Regions from separate parts of the Zea mays genome. Here region 1 is linked to region 2. Evidence: chromatin contacts called from public Hi-C data. All regions are on one chromosome and are shown on one strand. The core of a region is the stretch at or near the end of the contact, and the rest is flanking DNA. Distances in the headings are between cores, read along the strand shown.

The links. A called contact is a pair of places that touch in the nucleus more often than the background predicts.
Region 1: a contact with region 2 is called in a Hi-C map of leaf, with 10 times the contacts expected there. The contact joins the promoter of LOC100283704 here to the promoter of LOC103626142 in region 2. A contact is called at or near these places in 2 of 25 Hi-C or Micro-C datasets (ear and leaf).

The regions. Positions count from the first base shown.
Region 1 is chr5:27,691,799-27,696,879 of Zm-B73-REFERENCE-NAM-5.0, reverse strand. It overlaps LOC100283704 (lysM domain containing protein), which reads left to right and starts at 3,616. Exons shown (of 3, transcript NM_001156603.2): 1 at 3,616-4,113; 2 at 4,305-4,441. The coding sequence starts at 3,856. LOC100304395 reads left to right here. Exons shown (of 12, transcript NM_001165831.1): 9 at 236-310; 10 at 385-477; 11 at 557-672; 12 at 1,533-1,958. The coding sequence ends at 649.
Region 2 is chr5:26,805,841-26,811,413 of Zm-B73-REFERENCE-NAM-5.0, reverse strand. It overlaps LOC103626142 (KH domain-containing protein HEN4), which reads right to left and starts at 1,856. Exons shown (of 8, transcript XM_035958980.1): 1 at 1,140-1,856. It overlaps LOC100274553, which reads right to left. Exons shown (of 3, transcript NM_001148908.2): 2 at 4,025-4,083; 3 at 2,243-3,511. The coding sequence ends at 2,446.

The DNA.
Region 1 (5,081 bases), core at 2,367-4,866, 880 kb before region 2:
CCATGGAGGAAGGGGAGATTGTGTATAATGCGTGGGATAATGTTGCATTGAGGCTCTGGGGTGAATATATAGGAGTACATGACTGGAGGTAAGGAAGGTTATCTCGGGATTACAATCAATCCAATCAATCCTAAACCAACCATATCAAGAGTTGTCTAATATACTCTAACAATAAGCATAATTGTCATTGATAAGCATAGTAACTCTGACTGACCTTTTATGGTTCCTTTGCTAGGTTGTTTTCCGTGCAAAAGTTGGTGAACACTATCGGCTCCCTCATAAGGGAATTATCCCTAGAGAACTTGGAGTGGTATTTTCTATAATCCAACTAGTATTTTGTTTTTTCACCAGCAAACATCAAACCTTACAACCAATGTGATATAGATTGCTAGGTACAAGGGGCAAAGGAAAATTGCAGATCCTGGTTTCCAAAACCCTCAATGGGTTGACGGGGAGCTTTTGATACTAGATGGAAAGGTGAATTTAATAAACAAATAACATCTTTGGTCCTTTACATACTGTCTTCCTAATATACTTTCTGTTTTGCAACTTGCAGTTCATCAGAGATGGTCCTGTGATAGCTTTCTTTTACTGGACATCTAATGTTCATCTTTTCGAATTCTTTAGACAGTTGAAGCTTCCTGACTAGTTCCCTTCTAAAAGTAGTTAAAGGTAAACTGCATTTCATCTAGTACTGAAAGGTTCTTAAGGTTAAGCATTTACGAGGTGCTTGTGCCATAGCTAGAAAGGTACCTTGCTTGCCCATTCTAAGTATTCTCCCTGTTCCAAATTATAAGATATTTTGGCTTTTATAGGTACATTGTTTTACTATGTATTTAGATCCAGACATTACATACATAACAAAAACTACTATGTATTTAGATCCAGACATTACATACATAATAAAAACTACGTATCTAGAAAACCAAAATGTCTTATAATTTGGAATGGAGGGAATATCGTTAACATCATTCAATGCGATACTCGAGTAGCTTTTCCGACAGTCATGTATTCATGTGTTAGACTGTACTTTTGTCATTCATTCAAGTGAACAAACACTAGAAGGAACTGTGCGATATGGTGATGAGCAGTTTGTAGTTATTTAGTGTTCAGACTCCTGATCAGAAACCGCTCCTACTCTGCATTTTGCGTGCTTTATACTCCATTCGTTTTAAATTATAAGACGTTTTGGCTTTTCTACATACATCGCTTTTACTATATATGTATCTAAACATAATGTACATCTAAGCGCAAAAATTACTTATGTAGAAAAGACAAAATGTCTTATGATTTAAAACTGAAGGAGTAATATTTTTGCTCATATGTGTAGTGTTGCTAGCTAATATGCTTGCATGACACACAATCCATGACCAGAAAGTTGATGCCTGAAGGTTTTAGGTCAGTTTATGTTCAGGGGTCGTGTAGTCGTGTGCTACTATGCGTTGGTTCTTTTTGCTGTACTCTGAAGTTACACCTGCCTACCATCTTCACAATGCATCAAACATAACTTGATTTCTTGCACCTCTTAGCAGGCCATTATAATTTCAGCATAGCTGCGTTTGGAGCCAACCGGAGTTGCCTGGCATCGAGTACAGATTCTGATGTGGAGAACAGGGCGCCTGGCATGAATCAGTGGCATCTCCACCCAACTCTGATAGCTTGCCACAAGGGTGGAAAAGAGATCGCAGTCGCAAGAGGAATATCATCCTGCCAACATGGGTGAGCCGCGGGCGCATCATACTTACTAATTACGTTTCTCCTCTGCTCGTCCACCGCCAGTTTCTGTGTTTCTCATAGCAAGTAGAACTAAAGCACCTCAAAGATGTAAAGTTATGTATGCAGTCGCAAATAGTTTAGGATTTTGAGCACATATTGATAATTTTTATACATGGAGAGTCAGTATGTATGTGAAATAGTACGAGCAAGAGTTTTGTGCAGCGTGATCAAGCTGTGGCCATAATGCTTGTACATGTGTCGCAATCAGCAGCAGAGGCGTAGAGCCACCACGGTTACACAGATTGTTAGGGGGTGTTTGGTTTAAGGAATCACTACATTTAAATTGAGCTAGTGCATCATAGGTTCATTCCTTAAATTCGGTGGGATGACTCTATTCCTCATATTAGTACTAACTAATTAAATATGACGAATGAGGTGGTGATGGTTCAACTTATTCCATTCCACAAACCAAACAAAAATAGTGAGGAGTGAGAAAACTCATTTCATTCCATAAACCAAACAAAAATAGTGAGAAGTGAGAAGATGATGGACTAGTTCATTCCTCAAACCAAATATCATATTAATATATAGAAGTTTTGTTTAACATTGCCCTTTTCTTACTCAAGCGCTCTATTTTAAATTTTTACTAGTCAGCCATGCATTGCTCAAACCAAATATCCTATTAATATATAGAAGTTTTGTTTAACATTGCCCTTTTCTTACTCAAGCGCTCTATTTTAAATTTTTACTAGTCAGCCATGCATTGCTGCAGTTTCTACTATATAAGTCGACTTTATTTTAATAAGACAAAAATGTGTGTTCTATTGGTTATTGGTTAGGTGGTTATTGGTTAGGTGAATATGAATGTGAAGCCAATAATCAAGATTTAAATCCTTATTAGCGGCTAGGTGATTGGCGTGGTAGGGCTAGCCCGCGCGACCAGTACTTGCTTTATTTTATTAATATTGACGAACATCGATCAATATGACATAATGTGGTTTCATTTCAAGTACACACGTAAAAGTGACTAAAATCATTAATTACTATGCACAAAGACTGTATTACCCCTACTTCAAGGCAAGAAGCAAAATGTAAGGAGAGAGAGGGTGAAGAAAGGGCAAATCCAGTAAAAGTGCTACTTTACTCACTGTTTTAGTGACTAAAGAACTAAATTTTAGAAGGCCTTTAGTCTCTCTATTTGTAGTTTAGTGACTAAGGCACTGTTTGTTTCAGATTATAATCTCTCCAGATTATATAATCCAGCACAAATAATCTAATAGTTAAACAAACACATAGATTATGAGTTCAGATTATATAATCTAAACTTCAGATTATCATAATCTTTTCAAGACTAGCTTATTTGAGATTATTTTGGCAAAAGACCCACTACCCATGGTAATGTAAATAGAAATCACAATATATGTCATCCTTCTTTTCTCACCTCAAATAAACAATAAGGGTATTGTTGTCTTTGTGAATAATCTACATTTGTATAATCTAAACTACCAAACAACTACGTATAGATTATAATATATCCAGATTATAATCTGGATTATATAATTTAGATTATAATCTAGATTATATAATCTATAAGCTGAAACAAATAGGTCCTAAGTGAGTTTAGTCACTAAACTTTTGTAGTTTGGAACAAAGAGGGGGAACTTCACCGTAATAGAACAAAAAATGCAAAATAATAACTATTTTTTTAAAAAAACTATCTAATGCTGCGGTGCAGTTTAGTAGTACAGTGGTTTTCTTTAAGATAAAAAGACCATTTCAAAACCAATGGGGCAAAACCTTCATTTTTCAAATAGATAGAAATCGAGATTCATTTTCAATATTTTATTTATGACGACGCAATTAAAAACGTCGAAGCGCATGGTACTTCCCGTGCGCCACGTTTCTAGCGTCCCCTTCTTCCTTCTTCCCCGAGCCGCGTCAAAGGAACCAAACCTGTGAGAGCTCCCCTCTCCCCTCCCCTCCCCTCCCACCCTTCCCTTCCTCTCTCCTCGTCGATTCCTCGCACTATCTCCTATTCTGCACCCCCAGCCGCCGGCACCGACGGCGATTCCACGGGGCGCCGCCCCCGAATCTGCGCCCTCCGCGCTTAGATCTCCCCCCTCCGCGCTTCCGGATGTCATGATCCGCCCCCATTTGCCCAAGGACCCGGCCTTCCCGCGCACCAATGGGTCCTTGGACGGCGGGGCCCGCGGCCTCGGCGAGATCGAGGAGGTGGGCGCTGCGGCCACCGTAGCCGTCGAACAGTCCCCCTCGCAGTCCTCGTCCCCGTCGGCGTCGTCGCCGGCGGCGGCGATGTCATCGTGCGGGCAGTACATGCTACACCGGGTGCGCAAGCTGGACACCCTAGCGGGCGTCGCCATCAAGTATGGTGTCGAGGTAATGCGACGGGAGTGATGTGCTGCTGTGTATTATGTAGGGTCTCTGGTTTTAATATTACGTTGGAGTATCAGATGGTATATACAACAACACCATTCTTTAACTTGGTAGCTGTTCTGCGTGGAACTCCTTTCTATTTTGTATTTTTGGTGAACTGATTTTGGAATGGTTGGTGTACTCGGATTGTGTAGGTAGCCGACATTAAGAGGCTGAACGGCCTCTCAACTGATCTCCAGATGTTTGCACACAAGACACTGCGGATTCCACTCCCAGGGAGGCACCCTCCGTCGTCTTACCAGCAGAATGGTTCATATGAGAGTGACGACAGGTAGCTAGACTGAAATTGTACTGTACATCAGCATGATGCTACATAACCATGCTACCAGTGTGTCTCATGTTGTGTGTTTCTGATCAAGCATTTTTTTTGTGTGAAGTGATAACCACTAGTTATTTAAGAGTCAATAGAAAGTTCAATCAGGATATGCATGTCAAGGTCAAGGTCAGGCTAGGACAATAGTGCAATTTTGCTGAATACATGCCTTCAACTATTGCGACGTCAAACTGAAGTCTGTAATGCAACTTGAAATAGCAACCGAAAAGGGAGCTTAGCCTTATAGTCTCATGCAAAATGTTTCTTACCATTTCAAGTTTGAACCGCATGGTTGTTGCAAAAAAAAAAAACTGTCTACAATCACGGGAACGTTCACCTATCACATCAATTATTGAGGTTGCTTTGAGATCTGTTATTGGAGAGAGAAGCTAAACTGAAAATAAGTTATGAAGTCCTCCCATATTTGCAAGCCCCAAAAGGTTTCGAATTATTGATGTGGTAGTAATACATTACTCTAGATGTATAAAATTTTAAAAACGGCTTGCCATGTTTGCTGCAATCTAAACATGCAGCTAGAGTAATTAGCTTTTGTCGTGTCCTGTTTCTGCGTTCAATGCAAGCAGCAATTGTTCTTCAG
Region 2 (5,573 bases), core at 607-3,106:
CATAATCTCAACTAAATCCACCAAACAAGTTACACCCAGATTTAGCATATCATTAAAACTAACGGTTCAGATTGTTGGATAACTCTCTCTTTGCATTACTCACTCAAATACAATGGATATTATTATTTGGACCATTCCTCATCTCTCTTCCTCCCCCGCCCCCTTCCCCTCGCGTTGTTGTCACCGTCATCAACTCCTCCCCTCGCGTCGTCGCTGCCGCTGTCGACTCTTCCCCTTCATGGGATCGTAGCCTTAGTACAAGCTATATGCTAGTTTTTATCTATAAAGCACCAGTTTTAACGCCCATCTTATGTCACACGTGAAACTTGTAAGTCTATTCCCTCCCCTACCAGTGGGTTGTTACCCGTAGACCGTAAAAACCAAACAAGCCCCCGTTAGTGGGTCATCACTCCATAGATGAGCCGTGAGAAACCATCCAACTCTAACATAACAGAAAGTCGCACGCAATGCAACACTCCCATACAATACCACCTCGTTAGCTAAAGAATGATGAGCGACCAAACGAGGCATAAAAAAGGGTCGGGCTTCTTTTAACTTATATTTTTATAGGTCTTTTGACTAAGATAAAGTGTAATGTTGTTGTTGTGTACCATAGAAATGCACGGTCATTACATTATTTATTATTATTAAGCAATTGCTTTGCTTTTGTGGGTTGTGTTTGTCTAGAATTTTACTGCCAATAAGGTACAATTGTGCATAATTAGGGTTCAAATCTTGATTGTTGGGTCCACATTCACATCTAACTAACCAACAAACCAAACATAATTTTATATTTTATTAAAACACAATCTATCCATACAACATGTAATATATAGAAACTGTAGCAGTGTAGCAGTGCACAAGTATCTAACTAGTAATGATTCATGCTAAGGATGCGATTGATTGTCTGGGGATTGATGAGGAAGGACCATCGACCATTTTTGTCACATGAACTCAAACAGGTTAGGCATAAAAACAGACATGATTTTATTTAGGTTTCTTATTATGTTTCTTGATTAATGGATTTAATTAAGAAACCGATTTTCATTTTTGTGTTCATAATATTTTATGAACAAAACAGATATCACTTCTATATGAAATATTCTGTTGGCTTCTTTCTCACCTAGCTAACCAATTACCTTTTATTAAAACCCGGTGGAGTTTGAGCTTCTCCCCGCGCTTCACGGGCAGTCCGCCACAGCTCGAACGACGTGTGGCTTGAGTACAGCGTCGTCAGACAGGAACCAGCTTCCGGACCCGAGTTTTTTATGCAATCGAGTTGTGAGTGGTTCCTCCCTACCTCTCCTGTCGCACCTCGCCCTCTCCTTGCCCTGCCCCAGATCTCGGCCTTCAGTCCTCGCTGCCGCCGCGACTTGCTCGCCCCGTCTCCCTCCGGCCCCGCCTCATCGCGGCCGTGGTGGCCAAGGAACACGAGCTCATTGGAAACACTCTTAAATAAAGCTTCCAATGAACAAGACAGGAGCTCGACTTCGCCTAGCTCCGAACAAGCCCGAACAAGCGGTCGACGAGGCGGAGGTCTCGCGTCCTGCGTGCGTCGCGCCGTTGCCTGGCTCCGTCCTCGCCGTTCCTCTGTAGAAGCTGGCCGCTGACCCCCGCCCGCCTCCGCTTGGCCGTCTGGCCGCCCCCCGCGTGGTCACCTAGATGGCTGGCCGCGCCCCTAGATTTGGGTTCCTATCTTGTTAGGACTTCCATCTTCGTTCATTTTGCTGTGTGTCCGTCAGATAGATGACTAATGCATCCTCAAAGTTCTCCAAGGCGGAGCCTTGCATCTTTGTGTGTTTGATTTGGTTGAGCTGCAACCCGTGCTGCTGTCCTTTTCAGTATAAAAAAAAGATTTAGATGTAGGTTGGCATTCGGATGAAAAATGGACCGTGAAAAAAAGGAGGTCCATTCACCTTGTTAAAATCTATACTAGGTCTGGTACAAGAGTGAAACCAATCAAACAATAAGCCTGATCCATTGCATACAGACTCAAGTTAGGCTAGATATTTATAGATGGAACAAATTTTCTTCGCACATGACGGTCTACGTGATTTGCAATATATGGAGCTAAACCAAAATCACACTTGTATACGCTGACATGAATGTTGCAACAAAAAAAAGAACCTCAAGCAATATATTTATCAGGGTTCGACAATGCCACGTTAACTGAAGCCGCATGTTTCAAACTTCTTACTGCATCGTTTTTTTCTTAAAACATATTTTACTGATACTAGAATCTACCATCTCGAACTAAAATTTCGAAATTTCGGAACATTTCATTCAAACAGGAGTTATAGCATAATACAGGCTCCTATCCAACCAGGGAACAGAACTGAGCCATCTAGTCCACAGGTTACATGCCAAAAACGACAAAATTACAATTTGCTCAATGAATTGACATGCAATTCTGGGAGTTGCCATCAATTCGTACAAAAAAAAATATCAAGTCCTGTTAAACGTTTGCTGTGAACCTGGAGGAGGTTGTGTAGGCGGAGGTGGGGGAAGTGACATCTGCATTTGCATATGCATCTGTGCTAGAATACCCCTTCCATCACCTCTATCGGGCATGCCTGTATTCATGGAGCCATCAGGCATGCCCCCAAAACCAGCTTGCATGAAGGCAAGGCCACCACCACCTTGAGGATCACCCGCACCATCAATCATTCCCTGACCAAGGGCCATCGATTGAAATGGATTACTCATCAGCCTCATACCCCATGGGCGCTGAGGCCCCTCAGGGAAACTCATAGGACCAGCTGGAGGCTGGACATTTGACATGGAACCTTGTTCTGATCCAGTATCTGGTAGCTGCATCTGGAAAGGGGCAGAGAAGTACTGAGGGTTTCCATCTTGCTGGAGAGGATAATTGAATGGTGCATTAGGAATCAAAGGCTGATTCATATTCATAGGCATCATAAAGTTTCCCTGGTGAGGAGGAATCGGCGGAAACATAAAAGGTGCATTAGCCATCAATTGCTGCTTGTCCTGAATACTTTGGTCAGATTCTTGGCGAAGTGGAGTCGCCGCACCTGGGCTCTCTTGCCGTGATTGAGAAGCCCAGTTGTAGGCCCGGTCGAATCCTTGAGGTGGATTGTTCTCGGCCTGAGTATCCCCTGGTGGGTACGAATGCCGACCATGGAATGAAGGTGGTTTTGAAAGGGTTGGGGGCCTCAGTGGTGTTTGCTCCCTGGACTGGTGGTAGCGAGAGCGTTCATCACGATCTTGTGAAACACCTGGCCTTGAAGGAGCCCGTGCAGTAGACATTTCAGGCATTTGAGATTGTCTTTGTGTATCCCCTGCAGAAGCACGGGAGATGTTAGGAGCATCTGGCTCATTGCGTTCTTCTTCCTTCTCTAGATTAGTTTGCAGGAGGTTGGCATGGACATCGGGAACATGAAACTCAAAATCTGCTTTCTTAAGGAATGACTTGAGACACATCGGTGCAGCACAGATGAAAATCCCCTCCATCATTTTCACACTTTGTATCTTCTGAATGCGCTCATCACAACTGCAGCAGTAAATAAACAGAAGTTTCAAATTGACAGGCTTAGACGAAGCAGAAATGCGGAACTCTAAAAGAGAAACAATGCATACATTGAATAAGGGTTGAAATTACAAAATTTCCAAACAAACTCCCTTTAAATTAACTGCTCAATATTTAATTATGTATCCAAGAGTACATTGGCATCACGAGAGTGCACTACAGGATATGTTAATTTATAACCGATATTCATATTGTCAATCTGAATGAACACAATATCTCATGTGTACACAACAAAAAACTTAGGATTGAAATTGATTTAAACAGTACCACACTATTGCAAACATACCATTGATTGAAATGAAATATCATAAGAAAAGCAAGAACAATCAGTCAAGGCTCAGATTTTGGATAACAAACCAATTTACTAGAGCAAGCACCATCATGTTTTGCTGATAAACCAATGAAATATCTACCTACCATGAACTAAGGTGACTAGGCAATAGTAGGTTAGATATACTTGGGAGTTAGAATGCTTACAGATAGCAGCTGGAATCACTTCTTGCACAGGTTAAACAAAAGGCATGTTCACAAGGGATCTGAAACCATGAAAAATGTCATCACACTACTATACGGTCCAACTGTTTATATCAGAAAAGAAACTATACAGTGAATATTCACATATAGCACTTATTCAGGGAACAGGTAAAACCACAGGAACATAAATTACGGAATATACTGAAATAACGTATTAAAAATATGATTCCAGACTATTACATACTATGTATGTAGCACGGATATGCGAGAAGGCCCTTGTATCATGTATTGAATATGTATCTTATACGAACACGGAACATATGCATGATGCAGCCACAATAAGTATCCATGGAGTATCAGGAATAAAAATAAATATATGAATATCAAATACTTGGCCTTATACATATCAGCCCATCTATTCCTCTGTTAAATATGGCCCTGCCCAGTTAAAGGCAATCACTACTCGCTCAGGTCATTCCATGCCCTGGCCACCACAGCAAAACAAGTGGGCGCACAGCTGCACCGCCTCCCTGTCATCCCAACTCCAGCAGTACTGCAGTAGTGACCCCTGGTGACTAGCGACAGTGAGGTGAGTCCCTTTCCTCTCCTCTAACTCTACATCCCACTACTTTTCCTTCTGATGTCTACCCTCTAAGAACTACACAGTCACACAGCAACGGATCCACCTCAAGACCCACAGCAACAACTGCAAGGTAGTGACACACGCTGCCCACAAGCCTGCCCATGTGCAATCACACAACATGTGCACCCATGGTGGCACATCAGATCAGCAGTGATTCGGTGGTTAGTTTCTTACCTCTACTCACTTGACCTTCCCTAGTTGCTAGCAAGTTAATATAATCAATTAGATGAGAGCTGATGAAGTGTTCTTCTTGCTTGATTTTCCCAGTCTGGCAGAAATAATTGGGGATGAAGCAGCAGCCTGGTCTAGGTATCAACTACCATGTAAATAACTGGATCAATGGATCTCCTCCGAGCCTCAAATGTGTACTTGAATCCTCCCTAAAGTTTTCACATGAAGCACTTGCGAGTTGCAACTTTGTGAGTATCTTACAATATACTCCAAAGTCATTAGGAGAATTGGATAATGGAGTTCCGGAGATGCTCGGTTTGGTATTAGCTTTTAAAAATTTAATGTGACCTATAATTTATTTAAAAGTTTATATACACGAAAACCTATCCCCGTACAACTTTTTTTTAGGAAAATGGCATATTCATGTATCATATGTCTGTGCTACACAGTTTATGCATGATAAGGCCGTTTAACTTGGTTATTAAGTACTTCAGCAAACAAAAAAAGGCAACAAAATAAACTAGATATGACTAGTTCAAGCTTAAAAGCCAAGTAGCAACTGAAGCCAAAATATTATTTCATGATGACGCAAGAGTGAACTGCGACTGCAAGTAATTTATTTATCCATTCCTTAGGTTAGTACCACCAACAAGCAAATCCTCTGTGATCCATTAAAACAAATAATCAAATAAATGCACTAGCATAGTAAGAGAACATCAATACTGCCTTCATTCAATC